Regions from separate parts of the Danio rerio genome. Here region 2 is linked to region 1. A link is a contact called in public HiCAR-type data. All regions are on one chromosome and are shown on one strand. The core of a region is the stretch at or near the end of the contact, and the rest is flanking DNA. Distances in the headings are between cores, read along the strand shown.

Region 1 (4,400 bases), core at 968-3,467:
ATCCACTCATAAATTATGTTGTGTAATATATAATGTATTTTACATAAAAAAAAAAAAATCTTCATAATATCGAAGTAACTGATTATTCTCTGGACTGTTTTTGAGCCCCTCATCAGAACACATTTTTAAATAGGCCTATTGTAGACTCGGATGTAAATGCACTGCTCTGATTGGCTCACAGCTTTCAATATTAGCATTGCTGAACATGCAGTGTAGTAGTCGCAGGGCTTATCCACGCTATGACATCATAAATTTGAACATTACAAAACCTGTCATTTTGTCAGACTGGCTTCAGTATACGCTGTTTTTAGAGTAACCGGAAAGCATTGAGTTCTGATACCTCTTGAATGTTTACAGTATAAAGACTGCTGACCTCTTGTCAAAAAATGATCGGGATTTTGATTCGCAGTTCATCACCCCTTTAAATGTGTATCATCATTACATGTGAAGTCTTTTTGGTTATAAGCAACCCAGGCTCAGTATATGAGGATTCTGCTCATTTCTACAATACTTGAAACGTGGATTTGGCTGCACTTTTCAAACACAACAGTAAGAACAGAGCTTAATTTGTGCTGGAACTTGCCGGATCCGGCACCTCGTTTTACCTATCCCCCTCCGCTGTTCACTTTCTTCCGCGACTCTCCAAACATGTTCACTTTTGTTTGCTACAACCCTCTGCCATCCAACTCCCCACCATCTACCCCCCCCACCTTCATTTTCGTCTGCAACAACTCCCAAACCCACCCTCGCTACCTACTTACGTGCTTGACACCTCTCCATTCACCTCTACATTCACAATTCACAAATTAAGCACTGAGTAAGAGGCTCTATAAAGTATATATATTTTCTCTCATTTCAGATGTAGGTTTATTAATCCTCACCATGCCAAAACAAAGGAATGCATGTGGATCTAATAACCTTACAAAATAATATTGCATTGCTTGTTGCATGTTTCACATTATTTCAAAGCAAAATGTTAGTTGTCTTGTGATAGTGTTTAACATGACTTTGGCAATGTTTATGTTATTTGTTGTATATATTACCAAAGTTTAGAAATTAAATGTCCAATGAATGTTGCTGAAAGGTTAATGCTGTCAACTTGTAAAATTTAAAATGTACATATAAACTACCCTAAATGTGAGGTGAAAACTTGCATCACTGTACCAGGTGATCTACTGAGCAAGTTTACCATGTCAGAAAAGCTATACATTTGATAGATATGTTATTCAAATTTTATAATTTGTTTACAATTCATGCAAAATGGTAAGTTTTCAAAATCTAGTGGACATTTCACCTGGAAATGGGTATAAAGTAATGTGTACAGAAGGGATGCACTGATTTAGATATTTGGACAAATGCCAATATATTTGCCTTATTAAAGTATTTAAATATTATTACAATTACAAAATGCGAACAAATGTGTGATTATTTTAAAGTTCTAATGGTATAGTTCATCCAAAAAAGAAAATTTTCAATTACTTTTTCCATACTTGTTTGTGTTTCTTTTTTCTGTTGAACACAACAGAAATTTAGTTGAAAATTCTGGGAAAACAGCCAGATTTTTTTATCATGAATGTCAATGGCTGGCCTTTTACACCATTTTCGTAGAATATCTTGTTTTGTGTTCAACAGTAGAAATAGAATCATAAAAGTTTTGAACCTCTTGAGTGTGAGTAAATGATGAAGAAATTAAATTTTTGGGGCAAACTGTCCCTTTAATAGGTTTTTTTTATTTGGCTGATAGAGCGATAGCAGTAAAAAATATAAATATATATTTATTAAGCGATATGGCCGCCAATATATCATTTAACACTAAAATATAAGGTACATTTCTGTAGAAATGTAGGCAGTTGCATAATTCTTCCGAGTCTGTGCTGGATTAAACACTTAAAGGTGTGTTTGTGTGTGGCTTGTGAACACTCCCTGGTTAAAACGTTGTGTTTTCTACATTCTGGTGTGTAATCCTTGTGGTTAGTTTTAGCATGTTTGGCAGAGAAGTGCAAAGCAAAAAAAAACACACACACACACACACACACACACACACACACACACACACACACACACACACACACACACACACACACACACACACACACACACACACACACACACACACACACACACACACACACACACACACACACACACACACACACACACACAAAGTATATCTGTTTACCCCGCTGGCTGCTGAATGTCGACTTCTCTAACTCATCATATCCTGCCTAGACCAAGCCAAGAGAAAACTTTCACAAACTAGACTGGGAAGCTGATATTCTGCGCACTGTGCTTGAACTCAGAGTTGTTTTGTGTCTGTTTTTTTGTCCTTCAGCTTGATGATGGAGTTTTGATCTGCTAATGGTTCTACTGTTTCCTTGTAATAGTTTCCCAAAAAATGAATAAATCATTTATTCAGCCTCATGTCATTGCAAATTTGACTAAGTTTGCAATGCATTTTCATTTTGAACACAAAAGGTGTTTTATTTAATTAATACATGCATGCCATTTATTTTAGGGTATTTTTAATGTCGATTGAAGCTTTTGAGTTTTACAGTGTTTTTTTTTTAACCACTGTAAAACTCTAAAGCTCCAATCCTCATTCAGTTACATTAACATCATACTATATGGTTGATTCGTATGAATCACGGATCAGCCACGATCTGTTACATCCCCTAATGAGCAATACATATTGCATCACCAAAAATAATTTAGGTCTAGTCCATGTGTTGTGCGATAAGTCAATATATTGATTCTTTTCACAGGCCTAACTTTAATTAATTTCATTTTTTTTTCTCATTTTGTATTTGGTTCTGTTGGCTTAACAGGAGTTTGGTTATTTAATTATTTTAATTGCGTAATATTGTCCTCTTCAGAGTTCAAATTCTACTTTTATTCTGATTTCACTGCAATGAAAGACAAGTGGAGTCTTCAAAATGTCTGCTTTTCCACACACTTTACATTTCTAGCATTGTTAGCGTACATTGATGTTTTGGTTGCACTGTGTTCGTATCAAAACAAATACTCGAGCGTGTGGCTCTCTGTGTTGGTCTGAATGGATGTAAACACATTTACATTTATCGCCGATAGATTTATGAGTGTGTATAAGGAGTGTTCAGGTGTGTTTTCATGTACATTTTCATGTGTTTATTCCCTGCTTAAATCAGAGTCTATATGAAGCCTCGGGCCTTAACAGGAAAAACTGGTTGTAACTGTAGTTAATAATAACAACATCTAAAAACAGAACAGCTTTTTATGCTTTTAGCCAGATCACGGTTTCACTGAAAGTGAGGTATAGCCCACATATTCACAAGAAAATATTTTGAATATTGTTATTTTGGATTCATAGAGTTATTATTCTGAAAGTGAAATATGCATTTAATCTTCAATGGGGGGAAAAAACAGAAAACTGTGATTGTGTAATGCACTGTAAAAAAAAATCTAAGGTTCAACTTCCACACAATTCACTTATGTTACCCCAACACAAATTGATTGAGCTAAAATAATACATTTAAGTAGATTGAACAAAACAATTAAAATTCCCAATAAAAAAACTAATTTTAAATAGGTAGTTTGAACAAGCAGCAAACTTCTTTTTTGAGTGCAGTTTTGAAGATATTTTATATATCACATGAGAATAACACAATATTTACTCATTTAATTATTATTTTTACTTGCGCATTTGTTTAAAATGAACAAAGCTTCAATGCAGTTTAATCATTATCAAAAATATTATTATTATTATTATTATTATTATTGTTATTGTTATTGTTATTATCATTATATTGTTTTCTAATGTAGTTATGTTGATTTAATTATTTACACATGAATTTATTTGATAGATTTTGTTTTTAAATTTATATCTGCTATTGTTGTTGTTTTTATTATTATTGTTTTCTAATGTAATTATATTGATTTACTCAATTATTTACACATTTATGAATTTATTTAAAAAATCCATTTAATTAATTATAATTTGCTATTGTTGATGTTGCTGTTGTTGTTTTCTAATGTAATTAAATTGATTAACTTAATTTTTTACACATTTATTAATTATTAGATTTTTTTCATTTTAATCAATGTATATCTTATTGTTTTAATAATAATAATTATGATAATAATGATGATAATTATTATTATTATAGTTATTGTTGTTGTTATTATTTGTTGTTGTTGTTGTTTTTAATCTCTAGCATTCTTTTGTAGTCCAGTTTAAACACCCCTGACCTTTGAATAATATCATCATTTTTGGATGCTGTAAGATTATGACATAATTAAATACCATGTTTTTTTATTAGTGATTTATTTCTTCCTGGAAATTTCGAGATTATTGTTTTTTTTTTTACATCTATTTGTTTAGCGGATTCTTTGTATCTAAAACAAGTTTCAAATATGGATAAAAG
Region 2 (4,400 bases), core at 1,034-3,533, 99 kb before region 1:
CACACATATATGCATTAAACACCCCCATTAAGGTCTTGGTACGCACAGACATATTCAAAACGGCTAATTTATCCACATAAGCCTTTTACGGAAGCATTCATCTGTTTGAAGCTTTCTGTCTTCCTCTGTTTTGCTGCAGTCCCCTCTTGTGGCCCCACAAATGTTTCTGCATTTGCTACTACCTCCAGCAGCATTCTGGTCCGCTGGTTTGAAGTTCCGGAACCTGACCGGAATGGACTCATCCTAGGATATAAGGTCAGTGAGGAATTAAAATTAAACTAAAGGGTGTGATACAACAGACTGACATCATAGGACTGAAATAGTGGTGCTTTGCATCACATCTTGGCTAAAAGACCTAAGCACACTGCAAAGACTTCCCAACATTCTCCTTTTGTACATGTCATCAGATGGGGAAGCCCCACCTATTAGTGACGATTTCTCCCTAATTAGCATAGAATGATTGTCTTGTCTTTTAATCTGCCACTATGCTGACACATAGGCATTTGTAGCCTCGCCCTCTTTTGAAAAGACCACAGTCTCATTTGAATTTATAGTGTCAGTCACCAAAATGGCGCAAATTGGATCAAAGCCTAAAATGGGTGGTTTTAAAGAGTTATAAAACATAATGTTTGGTATATTTTGCGCTGAAATGTCACATACACACTCGTATTGTGAAAAGCGGCATAATGGGTTCCCTTTATGGAAAAAAAAAAGTATTTTTTTTCTGAAAACAATACGATATGTGTCGCTTGTCTGGAAAATGCTCCTTGATTTAAGAGTTTATGGATATTTGGACTTGAAACAAGACAAAAACTCTTAGAAAGAAAAGCATTTTTTTTTTTGTGGATATGCCACATATATTTAGAAATATTGCAAAAATGGCAGATTCAATGTGCTAAATTGGCTAAAACCCACTACCTGGATCTTACCAGTGAGCAATGCAAAAACAATGATCCAGTGTTGACCAATGACTAACAACAAACTTGTGTATCAATATCCTAAGCTACCTACAAACATTCTGACCTACATTTTAATTACTTCAATGAACACAAAATCAAATTTGCATTTTTGCATACAATTAAAGTTTCTTTGTACTTCATTTACTAGAAATTCTATACTTCTACTTTCAGGTGGCATACAAGGAGAAGGATTCAGACTCTCCTCTTCAGTTCTGGACTGTTGAAGGAAACGCCAGTCATAGTGTTCAACTGACCGGACTGGGGAAGTATGTTCTATATGAGATCCAGGTTTTAGCCTTTACCCGCATTGGAGACGGTCGACCCAGCACTCCTTCAATCCTGGAGCGAACCCTTGATGACGGTGGGCATGATAATGCACCATTAATAAATAGTTTCTTTATCATATACTCAGATGTGTCTTTGATATTGTATGATTTTTTCCGTTTTAGTTCCTGGGCCGCCTGTTGTCATTCTGTTTCCTGAAGTTCGGACCACCTCAGTCAGACTCATCTGGCAGCCACCTTCCCAACCCAATGGCATCATACTCGGTAAGAGGTTGTTTGCTTGTTTGTTGTGTGTCTGCATGTTTGATTGTGCATGCATTTTTGCTTTCTGATGTTTATACTTGCATGCTTGTTTTCTAAATGACCTCTTTTACCATCATGCAAACAGAAAGAGTTACATTATTTTCAGTATTATGGTTAATGAAATTTAGTGCAAATAAAAACAATCACACAATGTCATGTAAATTATATTTTTGTTTTATTATTTTTGAAAGAAATGCAAACTAAGGCTGCATTTAAGTAGTTCTGTTTTTGTATATTTTAAGACTCAGTTTCAGTTGTTAATCTAGTCCTTAAAGTCTCATAATAAAACAAACAAACAAAAAAATTGTATAGGCTAATTTGGTGCTGAAGATGTGTTTCTCATTATTATTAATGTCACCAAAGCTTAAAACAACAGCATTTAATTACAATAGAAATATTTTGTTTCCTTGTGAATATCTTTACTGCCACTTTGAAATTAAAGTCTATTAAAAGAATAATAAAATCTGACCTCAAGCTAAAAACACATAATTGCTTCCATTCTTGAACAGTCCATTGTAAACAGAATCCCGTTTGTTTTGCTTTTGTTCATTAGAATGTGTTTCCTCTAATCAATGTGTTGCATGTCCCTGATGGCACGCAAGGAAAAGCACATATTGTCCTGTGCTGATGTCTATGATGTCATAATTTCCCTCTCCAGCCTATCAGATCACATACCGGCTGAACTCCACCAATAGCAACACGGCCACGTTTGACGTGTTGAACTCCAGCGCACGGCAGTATACTGTCACTGGACTGAGGCCGGAATCGGTGTATGTGTTTCGTATCAGAGCGCAGACACGCAAGGGATGGGGAGAGGCGGCGGAAGCCTTAGTCGTCACTACCGAGAAGAGAGGTAATCTACATTATTATCACACATCAACAATGGGGAAAAACAAACTCAAACTGAGCTTTACATCAGTGTGTCTGGTGTGATTAAGATAAATAAATAACTTAAAGTCAGATTTTGACTTTTTATAGATCTATTTTTGCACAATTCAGCAGTGGAATCAGTGGGGGGGCATAGTAGCTGGAGGTGGATTCACCCTGCTTTGACTGAACTCTTGGAATTTCTAGTTTATATGATCCTAATGATCTGAGTGATCTGTTAGGTTTGTATTCAGTGAGCATCTCTGTAATGTATTGAGTTCCTAGACCATTTAGTGATTTATAGACAAGTAATAAGCATGAAGACGTTTCTCTAAGTCTTCACTGGAGACAAAGATCTAATTTTTGCAATGTTTTTGAGATGATAGTACGCTGATTTACTTACTGCTTTGACATGACTACTGAAACTGAAACTGAAACTCAGATCTGACTCCAGAATCACACCAAGATTCTTGACCCTATTTATTGTTGTTTGACCATTAGAGCCAAGGCATGCATTCACCTTGAGAACCACACGTCAGTTCCCAAATGCAATGACTTCAGTTTTCTCTTTGTTTTACTGTTCATTTCTAACAGTAATTCAGTATTATAAAGTTAAAGTAATAATTATACGTTAATTATTTAGTAGTAAAGTCAAATATTTGATAAAAAATTACAAATAAAATTTTAATTAAATATTTTAAATCAAAGCTCTCAAAAACGTTAAGAAATAGTAAAAAAATGTATACAGTACTGTGCAAAATTTCTTTTTTTTTACTGTTTCAAAACTTCAAAAGACTTCTTTTAACACTTTTCAGAGTTCTTCTTGAGGTTTAGAGTGCCACAGCTTTTTTCTGTCCAGATGATCTCATACAGTCTCTATAAAATTCAGGTCTGGACCCGATAGAGCCCATTTCATGACTGTCTGTGTTTCATTAGCTGTTTTCTATCTTCGAATAGGATTTTATTGCAATTAGCGGATAATTATCATGCTAAAAATGAAAGTTATTACAACAGAAGTCTTTTCCAGAAGGAATGGCATAATTAATTAACACATTTCTGTACTTTTTACATTCACATTTCCATCAATTCAGACAATATTTCTAACACTGGTAAAAAATGCAGCTCAGTCCAGGACAAAGAGCCTCTCTCCAACATTGCTTTCACATATCTTAAACAATTAAACCAAAATAGTTCCAACTCTAACCTTACTCCTATCCCAGGGGAGTCCAAACTCGGTCCTGGAGGGCCGGTGTCCTGGAGAGTTTAGCTCCAATCCTAATCAAACACACCTGAACAAGCTAATCAAGCTCTGACAAGATATACTAGAAACTTCCTGGCAGGTGTGTTGAAGCAAGTTAGAGCTAACTCAGCAGGACACCAGCCCTCCAGGACTGATTTTGGGCACCCCTGTCCTATCCTAACAAACCATACATGTATACCCTGTATAAATCTTTAAAAACATCTACACTTTTAAATTACTAGTTTAATGGGCCACATATATCCATTATACCATCAGTAAAAAAAACTGATTTAATGTTGGGCTAAAACATTTCCACAGTACTGTATGTATAATAATATAATATAATATAATATAATATAATATAATATAATATAATATAATATAATATAATATTATATTATATAATATACATTTATTTCAGGCTATGTGTATGTCAATGATATGTTGATCAATTGATATGGCATCAATGTACCACCCATATCCGGATGATCTTATTGCGTATATGTTTGTGTGTGTTCATGTTTCTGAACGGAGACGTCTACGGTCCACTAAGGCTGAGTCCAAAACATCTCGATCCCTTCTAGCCAGAGCTGCTTTGTTGTGGTTTTACACTTCTGGAAGAAGTTTTCCTGATTTCCACCCAAGCGGAGGCACATTCCTCTTGCAGAGCATCATAATCAGAGCTTGGATTATTTATGCAGTTCACTGATCCAGTGTAGAGCACAGAACTTTTGACTCATGAAGACC

What was found. HiCAR-type assays count read pairs that join an accessible place to other places.
Region 2: a HiCAR-type map of caudal fin shows a contact between it and region 1, with 5 times the contacts expected there. The contact joins two enhancer-like sites. A contact is called at or near these places in 1 of 18 Hi-C or Micro-C datasets (embryo) and 1 of 4 datasets of contacts at active chromatin or transcription factors (caudal fin).

Annotation. Positions count from the first base shown.
Region 1 is chr12:39,376,353-39,380,752 of GRCz12tu, reverse strand. All of the region lies in intron 1 of cdc42ep4b (CDC42 effector protein (Rho GTPase binding) 4b), which reads left to right. Among named protein-coding and RNA genes, the nearest start is that of si:ch211-152f22.4, 22 kb to the right of the region's middle. Within about 2 kb of position 2,217, at least 10 of the 62 cell types and tissues checked have an H3K27ac peak or open chromatin away from gene starts, as enhancers often do. A contact at or near this core is called in caudal fin, where this site is marked.
Region 2 is chr12:39,475,259-39,479,658 of GRCz12tu, reverse strand. sdk2b (sidekick cell adhesion molecule 2b) reads left to right here. Exons shown (of 45, transcript XM_009306870.4): 26 at 140-255; 27 at 1,131-1,320; 28 at 1,409-1,507; 29 at 2,205-2,399. Among named protein-coding and RNA genes, the nearest start is that of cdc42ep4b, 71 kb to the right of the region's middle. Within about 2 kb of position 2,283, at least 9 of the 62 cell types and tissues checked have an H3K27ac peak or open chromatin away from gene starts, as enhancers often do. A contact at or near this core is called in caudal fin, where this site is marked.